Regions from separate parts of the Mus musculus genome. Here region 2 is linked to region 1. A link is a contact called in public Hi-C data. All regions are on one chromosome and are shown on one strand. The core of a region is the stretch at or near the end of the contact, and the rest is flanking DNA. Distances in the headings are between cores, read along the strand shown. Region 1 overlaps Fam3c (family with sequence similarity 3, member C). Region 2 has its middle 82 kb from the start of Gm38773.

What was found. Hi-C and Micro-C count contacts between places; a contact is called where the count stands out from the background.
Region 2: a contact with region 1 is called in a Hi-C map of the G1E-ER4 cell line, with 2.3 times the contacts expected there. The contact joins two enhancer-like sites. A contact is called at or near these places in 1 of 15 datasets of contacts at CTCF or cohesin (the G1E-ER4 cell line), 28 of 484 Hi-C or Micro-C datasets (8-cell embryo, the C2C12 cell line, ECoMG-derived neutrophils and 18 more), 9 of 115 datasets of contacts at active chromatin or transcription factors (the 230-238 cell line, embryonic basal ganglia, embryonic stem cells and 4 more) and 4 of 9 other capture datasets (adipose tissue, embryonic stem cells, liver and 1 more).

The regions. Positions count from the first base shown.
Region 1 is chr6:22,337,828-22,341,968 of GRCm38.p6, forward strand. It overlaps Fam3c (family with sequence similarity 3, member C), which reads right to left. Exons shown (of 10, transcript NM_138587.4): 3 at 1,446-1,550. Among named protein-coding and RNA genes, the nearest start is that of Fam3c, 16 kb to the right of the region's middle. Within about 2 kb of position 2,109, at least 34 of the 459 cell types and tissues checked have an H3K27ac peak or open chromatin away from gene starts, as enhancers often do. A contact at or near this core is called in the G1E-ER4 cell line, where this site is marked.
Region 2 is chr6:22,472,372-22,476,177 of GRCm38.p6, forward strand. No RefSeq gene overlaps it. Among named protein-coding and RNA genes, the nearest start is that of Gm38773, 82 kb to the left of the region's middle. Within about 2 kb of position 2,195, at least 54 of the 459 cell types and tissues checked have an H3K27ac peak or open chromatin away from gene starts, as enhancers often do. A contact at or near this core is called in the G1E-ER4 cell line, where this site is marked.

The DNA.
Region 1 (4,141 bases), core at 859-3,358:
CCTAGCAGCTGATAGAAACAGATGCAGAGCCACTGCCAAACATTAGGTAGAGCTTAGGAATCCTGCAGAAGAGGGGGAGGAAGGCATGGAGGAGCCAGAGGGATCAGATGCCACATGAAAACTTACAGAATCAATTAACCTCAGCTTGTAGAGGCTCACAGGGACTGAACAGCCAACCAACGAGCATGCACAGGACTGACCTAGGCCCTCTACACCTATGTAATTGTTGGGTAACTTAGTCTTCATCTGGGACCCCTGACAGCTGAAGCAGGGGCTGTACCCTGCCTTTGGGACCCTTTCCCCGTATTGGGCTGCCTCATCTAGCCTCAATAGAAGAAGTTGCTCCTGGTCTCACTGAGACTTGATCTGCAAAGGCTGTTTGATGTCTGTGGAAGGTCTCCCCTTCTTTTTTGAAAAGAAAAAGTGGAGGAGTGGATGGGGGAGGGAGGGAAAGAACTGAGAGAAGAGAAAGTTGATCAAGATATAAAGTAGTTAGTTAGTTAAGTAATTTAAAAAATAAGATTCTGGGGCTGGAAGGTAGGTCAGCACTTAAAAGAACTAACTGCAATTCCAGATTACCCAAGTTCTATTCCCAGCACCCACACATCAGCTCACAACTGCCTCTAACTCAAGTTCTAGGGGATTTGATGCCGTCTTCTGGCCTCTTATGGCACCAGGCATGTATATGGTGCACAGACATGCATGCAGGCCAAAAAAAAAAAAAAACTTGCCCACACACATAAAATAATAAAATAAATTGTTTTTAAAGAATGAAGTTGTTCTACAGTAGGTGACAGCTAACTTAAGAAACTCATAACTAGTCAACATGCTACAAGATTATGACTGTTGAGACCCAACCCTATACAGGACACCTGTACCGTCCTCCCTGAAAGCTCAGGCAACCTTGGAGAAGAGAAGGCAGAGAGAATTTAAAGGGGTGGGAAGCTGAAAAGTGCTGTGTCCGAGACATAGCATGGCTGCAGCACTCAGGAAATCACATCAGCCGTGTTTGCCTACAGAAGACCAGACATACAACATTCAGTCACGGGTGGGGCGGAAACTGTGAGATACTACCCTACTCGTCCCTGAGAAGTCACTGGAACATCATCACTGCTATCGTAGGAGGGAGAACCATTGTCTTCAGTGGTGTAGCCATGGGCTAGGTGCCCGTGCTCCAGTAAACAAGCCAAAGTCATGCTCGCATGAGCAACGCTAAACAGAAGAGGCTGCAAAAAACTAGGACATGAAACTAGGAGGGTGTGGACTGGATGGGGACCAGGCGTAGGAAGGGAATAACAACGCAATGCGGGCATTCACAATCCAAACATTTTACACATGTATGAAATTGTCAAAGAACTTTTATTTTTACAAAAAGCATAAAGTCTGTACTAAAATAAAATAGCAAACAATAAAAGGAATAAAGTACTGAAGGGTGTGAAACTTACCAAATAGATTTCCTAAACTTGCATCCATTTTAATTTCAAATACTTGAGAAATAACATAGAAGGTCAGTAAGAATACTGCCACGGCCACTACCAACTTTGCAGCTCCTGGAAAAAAGGCAGAAGCAACTCAGCATGGTTTTATAAGCCAACGAACATCACTTCTGCTACACAGATACTCCATTCTGGCAAAAGCATGAAGGCGAATACACTTCTATATTGTCATCCCCTAGATCTTAATGATACTGGGGTTACAACGACTCTACTGATACCCACCAAGTCAAGGGATTTTTTCCCAATCAACTCCCAGATGGAAGACCTGAGACGCCTGTCTAGGGGGATTTGGGGCGGTGCGCGAGGGGCGTGGGGGATAGGGAGTTATCTACCATCAGCAGCAGCTGGCTTACTACAGGAGTCCTGGTGAATAGAACACTGCCAAGTCTACAGGACTACTAATCCCTTCCAATCCCTAAAGAGCAATGCTCTCCAGGGATGATACAAAACCTTTCTGGAGATACCACGGCCAGGACACACAGGAAGTAAAGAGTTGGACGTGACATGTAGCAAGCTTACTGTCCTATCACCAACCAGAGAGCTACCTAACCCCACGAGAAACCGCAAACACTACCTTCCCCCTCTTGCTTAATACTTAGGTCAACACAGGACTTGTGGCCTGGAGGACAGGCTTGGATATCACAGTCATTGGCTGTGTGATAAGCTCTAGGAGCGCCTGCTCCTAGCTTTTGACTTTGTATCTTTAGGGCGTCAGACTACCTTATAATAACCACCCCTGCCACGTCTGCTTACTATGAATCATCTCTTACTCCTAGGAACCACGATGGAGCAAATCACAAAGTGCAAAGTAAAAAGGGTGGGGCTTCCCTCTCAACCTCTGGACTTCAGAGACAGGGCCTGTTTATTCAGAAACAGTTTCAATTTATTCGTGTCTTAACCAATCCCAATCGGTTGCTCATATTGATCTTTCAGGTTTAACCTCTATTGATGCGAAAGAGGTAGATGAAGTCTGCAGTTATCTAACCTTAAAGAGAAAAAAAAAAATCCCAGAGATGAAGAAATCCCCTAAGACTACCCAAAAGAATGGTCTGTATTCTAGGAGGGGAGGAGCAGGAAGGAACCGAAGACGTTTGGAAAGGCCACCCATCCAGAGCCTCCTCAGGACTATTTAGAGATGCTCTATTCATAGCTACGTGAGGCGATACTAGAAAAAAAATCTCAGTACCTGCCTCCTAATTTGGTTGTGAATCTAAAACTGCTCTAAATAAATAAATAAATAAATAAATAAATAAATAAATAAATTAGAAAAAAAAAAACCCAAGGCCTTAAAAAAAATCTATGAATTCAGGAATAACGAGGCACTGAGTAGGTTCACCACCTGCTTAATCCTTCTCTCCTCCACCTCAATTCTCCCTCCAAAGTCTGCTTCCTGCCTTTTAGAGCACCTACTAGCTGCCTATAGTTTCATATATGAGCAAGCAAAACTCCATTTGGTTTGGCCTGCCTTCTCATCAAAAGCATGCTCTCAACACATATATGCTCAACAGACGAATGACTACGGCAGACGAATGACTACGGCAGACGAATGACTACGGCAGACGAATGACTACGGCAGGCGGCACACACAGTTTTTGCCAAGTAAGGCGGGCGTGGAGTTGACAGATGCTAGGTGAAGGTGAGCACATGCTAGGTCACGTGTTCTTTTAGAGCAGTTTTAGATTCACAACCAAACTGGGAGGAAGGTACAGAGAGTTTTCTAGCATCCCCTCCCGTCTAGCTATGAATAGAGCATGCTAGGCTTGTACCTTATTTTCTAGCAGTCACGGGCATTTATAACAGAGGAGAAGCCCTCACTGTCTCTCTTCAGCAGATGGGTGAAACTTGCACTGTTCAAGGACGAACTTGCTCAGGGTCACATTAATGGGGGTGGTTTCATTTTTAAGATTTCCCTATCTTACTTTACACATCAGTGTTTCTGCCTGCATGTACACATGTGAATGTGTATTCCTGGTGCCAGTGGAAGTCAGAAGAAGGCGTCAGATTCCCTGAACTAGTTACAGACGGTTCAGAGTCACTGTGTGGGTGCTGGGAACGGAACCTTGTTCCTCTGCAGCAAGAGCATCAAATGCTCCTAGCCATCTCTCCAGCCCCAGCACTGAGTAGGGCAGGACCGGTTCCCTCACACTGGTCTGGAACAAGAAAGAGATGCTTCAAGACATAGAAAAGTAAGCAGAGACACCCACAGTTTCTACAGTGGTAGACTCCAGGAGCATGCTACAAAATAGTCTCTAGGGTTGGTCCCAACATTCAATGCTGGCCTTAGATTGGGCTTAAGATATCACAACCATAACTCCCATTCCTGACTCAGTGTGTCGTTCTGTCTTCCTTCCAGCCACTGATAGCACTGCTTTGAGTCTGTCCCCACATTTATAAACCAAAGATCATTACATCTCAGGCTATATGAGCATCTCAACGCAACCAGAAAGAATTTTCACTTAGAAGATATTAATTAGTTCACAGCAGTGAACTCCTAACTAACTGTCCTGATAGCCTATCAAAGGCCCCCAGACCTAGGCCAAAAAAAGTACAAACACAAGAACTAGCTGATGAAGTTAGCTTAACTGAGTGCATTTAGAACTATGTGCAAAACAAGAAGTGGCTCTGGACATCACACTTGAACAGGG
Region 2 (3,806 bases), core at 945-3,444, 130 kb after region 1:
GGCCCTGGCATTCCCCTGTACTGGGGCAAATAAAGTTTGCAAGACCAAGGGGCCACTTTTCCCAGTGATGGCCGACTAGGCCATCTTCTGCTACATATGCAGCTAGAGACACGAGCTCCGGGGGTACTGGCTAGTTCATATTGTTAAGAACCTTTTCTTTGATCCTTACATATTTCCAGTAAACAGAAATACACAAAGCAGGGAATCTGTTGGTAGCACCATAATTCTAAGTGCCTTTAAGAATAACTTTAGGGGGGGCTGGTGAGATGGCTCAGTGGGTAAGAGCACCCGACTGCTCTTCCGAAGGTCCAGAGTTCAAATCCCAGCAACCACATGGTGGCTCACAACCATCTGTAATGAGATCTGACTTCCTCTTCTGGAGTGTCTGAAGACAGCTACAGTGTACTTACATATAATAAATAAATAAATCTTTAAAAAAAAAAAGAATAACTTTAGGATGAGAAACGGAAGTTCTGTATTCAGTCACCAGCACTACAGGATGCAGGAATTTAATTCTATAGCCCTAGCAGGTTATACTTTTTGAAAAGAGCTACAGAGGAGCATTGAGGTATGCTTAAGGAAGGCAGTATTGCCATGATAGTATTTGCATTGTAAATTTGAAGCTAATATATATATTGTGGAAAACTGACTATTTCTTCTAGCAAGTAATTTTTTTTTTTTCTGAGACAAGATTTCTCTGTGTAGCTTTGGCTGTCTTAGAACTCCCTCTGCAGACCAGGCTGGCCTCAAACTTAGAGATCCACCTGCCTCTGCCACCTGAGTGCTGGGATTAAAGGCGTGCACCATTATCATTCAGCTGCCTTGCATAGGGTAGGATGGGGTGCGATGACTGAATTAGACTCCACACAGGGCAGAAGTGTAGGAAAATATCATAGCAGTGAGACAGTATGTCAGGTTCTGTGGCATAGAAAAGGCCAACTTAGGCTTGCATGAGCCAACCTCACAGTCTCCTATAAGATGCACTTCAAACCCTGTTTTAAGGGTTCTCCTATAGCTGTCCCACTTTTCTTTCTGGCCATCTCAATTCTGCCCTCCAGATATGTAGCTATGCCATGTAAACACAGCTGTCTCATATTTTTGTTTGTAAGCCCAGCCTTTAATGGATGAGCCATCTCTCCAGCCCCATAGCTGTCTTTTACTTGTCCCCTGCCTTAGCTCATTTCATCTGAACTTTTAAGACCTTACTCCTTGCCAGCAAAGAAGAGGAATTAAGAATTAGAAGATGGATAGCAGAAGAGAAGGGATAATAGTAATAGTAATAATAATAATAAAATAATAAAATTCAATGGTTGGGTCTGGGAATCTAATCAGCAAATTATAAATCGGTTAACATAAGAAAATATATGTCTATTTCCTACACAGTGAAACTCTTCAAAAGATAAATTGTTCATGAAAAGGAACTTCTATTATTGTATCCCATCTGTAGGTACAAAGATGGAGGATCATAACAGGAAAAGAAAATCGTGGCTGACACGAACATCCATTAGCAAAGATACATGATTTCATCAAAGCAGTTCTTACACTGAATCCCATTTACCCATGAAGAACACATATACTCATGTGGGAAAGCAGTGCTCACACGGGTGAGTTCAGGGTAAGAGTGAAGAAAATGTTTGCCCTGGCTTCAGTGGGCAACAGACAACTTCAAGTAGATGGTGTCAAGCAGCATTTGCCCTCGTTTTTTCATTATATAAAAAGATGGGAAGCAGATGGCCCGCTTCAGTTATTTATAGTTTGTGTTAAAACTTGTTACAGACAGTTTGGATCATGATTGAGAAATCTTCCCATCTTGGAGCTAAAACATACCATGGGTAATTTCTTGGAAGGTGTTAGAAGGCAGCTGAGGGTTATAATCACACTTCCTACTTCTGTACAGAAAAAGGAGAACAACCAGAGTCCCCTGAACACAAGATGACTAGAACACAGTATCTCCACACAGCTCAGAAAGCAAAAACACCATATTGGATAGAACTTTTCTGGATACCTTGGCCCATGCTTAGCCAGCAGCTTTCTTCTTCTTCTTCTTTTTTTTTTTTTTTTACTGTGTTTTGTTGCGATATTCATTTGGTTTGATTTTGAGATAGGGTCTCACTTTGTAGCATCTGTTAACCTAGAACTCAGACTGTAGCCAAAGCTACACTCAAGCTCTCAGCTAGCTTGTCTCAGTTTCCAAAGTGGTGGTCTTACAGCTGTGACATGTTGGGTGCTTCAGTATGTTTTGGTTTGTAAGGGAAAGGGGTACTTTCAAAGTAGCCACCGTAAAAGAAGCGAGATAAGAGATTCCTGGAAGTCTTAGAGAACCCTCCTGAGATATTTCCAGTCTGTAGGCAGGGAGACAAGATCTGGCTGGCTGGCTCTGATATGAAAAGGGGAAGTGAGAAGCTTTAGCTATCAGGGCAAACTCTCACAAGGCTTTACAATTTCTGCATGCGGCTCCCTACTTCCCCAGACTCTCTTATACCTCTTCCTCTGACTCATTCTGAACATGGAAAACATAGTCATGACCCCCCACAGACATTCCAAAACAGGGACTATCGCTGCCCTCCTCCCTGGCTTGTGTGATGCAACTTGCTTTTTCAAAAGGAAATGTCTTGATTGGGGCCAACCAGTCAATGTATAAGCTAGCATCCCCTCAGGTAGGTTTTCTGACCAAGTCTGCTTCCAGGATGGAGGGATGCTGGAGGATGCAGAGGTGAAGGACATGTTCTGAGTACAGAGTGAGCACACTTTTAAGAGCATGGACAACGTTGTTAATAGCTGACCAGGTTAGCGGCTACACATTGCTCCCATTCCAAGGACTGTGGCTGGAGTAGACTCTCTAGAAGAAATGGACAGAGACAAGCAAAGAGATGCAACCAGTGTATTCCTTTTATATATTCTGTTCAATTGTCTTTTAAAAAATGCACAAATAGGGGAGGGAGGGAGGGCATGGGGGACTTTTGGGCTAGCATTGGAAATGTAATTGGGGAAATACGTAATAGAAAAATTAAAAAAAAATCTGAAGCTCCAAAAAATGCACAAATATATTTTCATTTATGAATAATGGCTTGTCACACATACAACTGTAGAAGTAACCAATAACTAGAGGGAAGAGACCCAATCACAGCCAGTTCACGTATGTGGGGGTCTTCCATTACCAGGTCATACCACATGTCCTCTAGCTACATCCACTCCAGTAGTGACTCGTGTGACAGGCCTAGAAACCTGGAAGCAGTCCTGAGGCAGAGTTTCACGGAAACTTAAACTCCTGGAACCTTAGCATCCCAATAGCACATATACTCAAAACCTGTCCCCGAGTTAGTCTGATGTATGGACCGTGTGCTCTGTTTCAGTATTGTTTTATTATAAGTGCCTTTTAGGATTGATTTTGACATATAGCTAAGTGATTAAGCCTCCACCAGTGTTCCAATGTCTGGGAAGTTCCTGAAGCTGACCCTGAGCTTGGAATTCATTAAAAATGTTACCTATTCAGTAACATTCAAATTTACCTCTAGTAGAGACAGTGAAAATAATCAGGCATTACAATTTACTTGAATAAAAGCTAGAAAGCTCAGGGCTAGTCTACATAGTAATTGCTTAGAATGATAGCCGAGTCACATCCACACACAGGAATAAACAATGGCCTAGGAAATAGGTGGGTTGTGGTTTCAAGAAAGGGTTAGTAGAAGGGAATTCCCCGCTCACAAATCCCATCCGGTCGGCGCCAGCACTGGGTCACCTTGGGCACAGAGTTGGCGGACACCCCCAAGGTCCCCTAGAGGACTCTCCACGCGATCGGTGAGTAG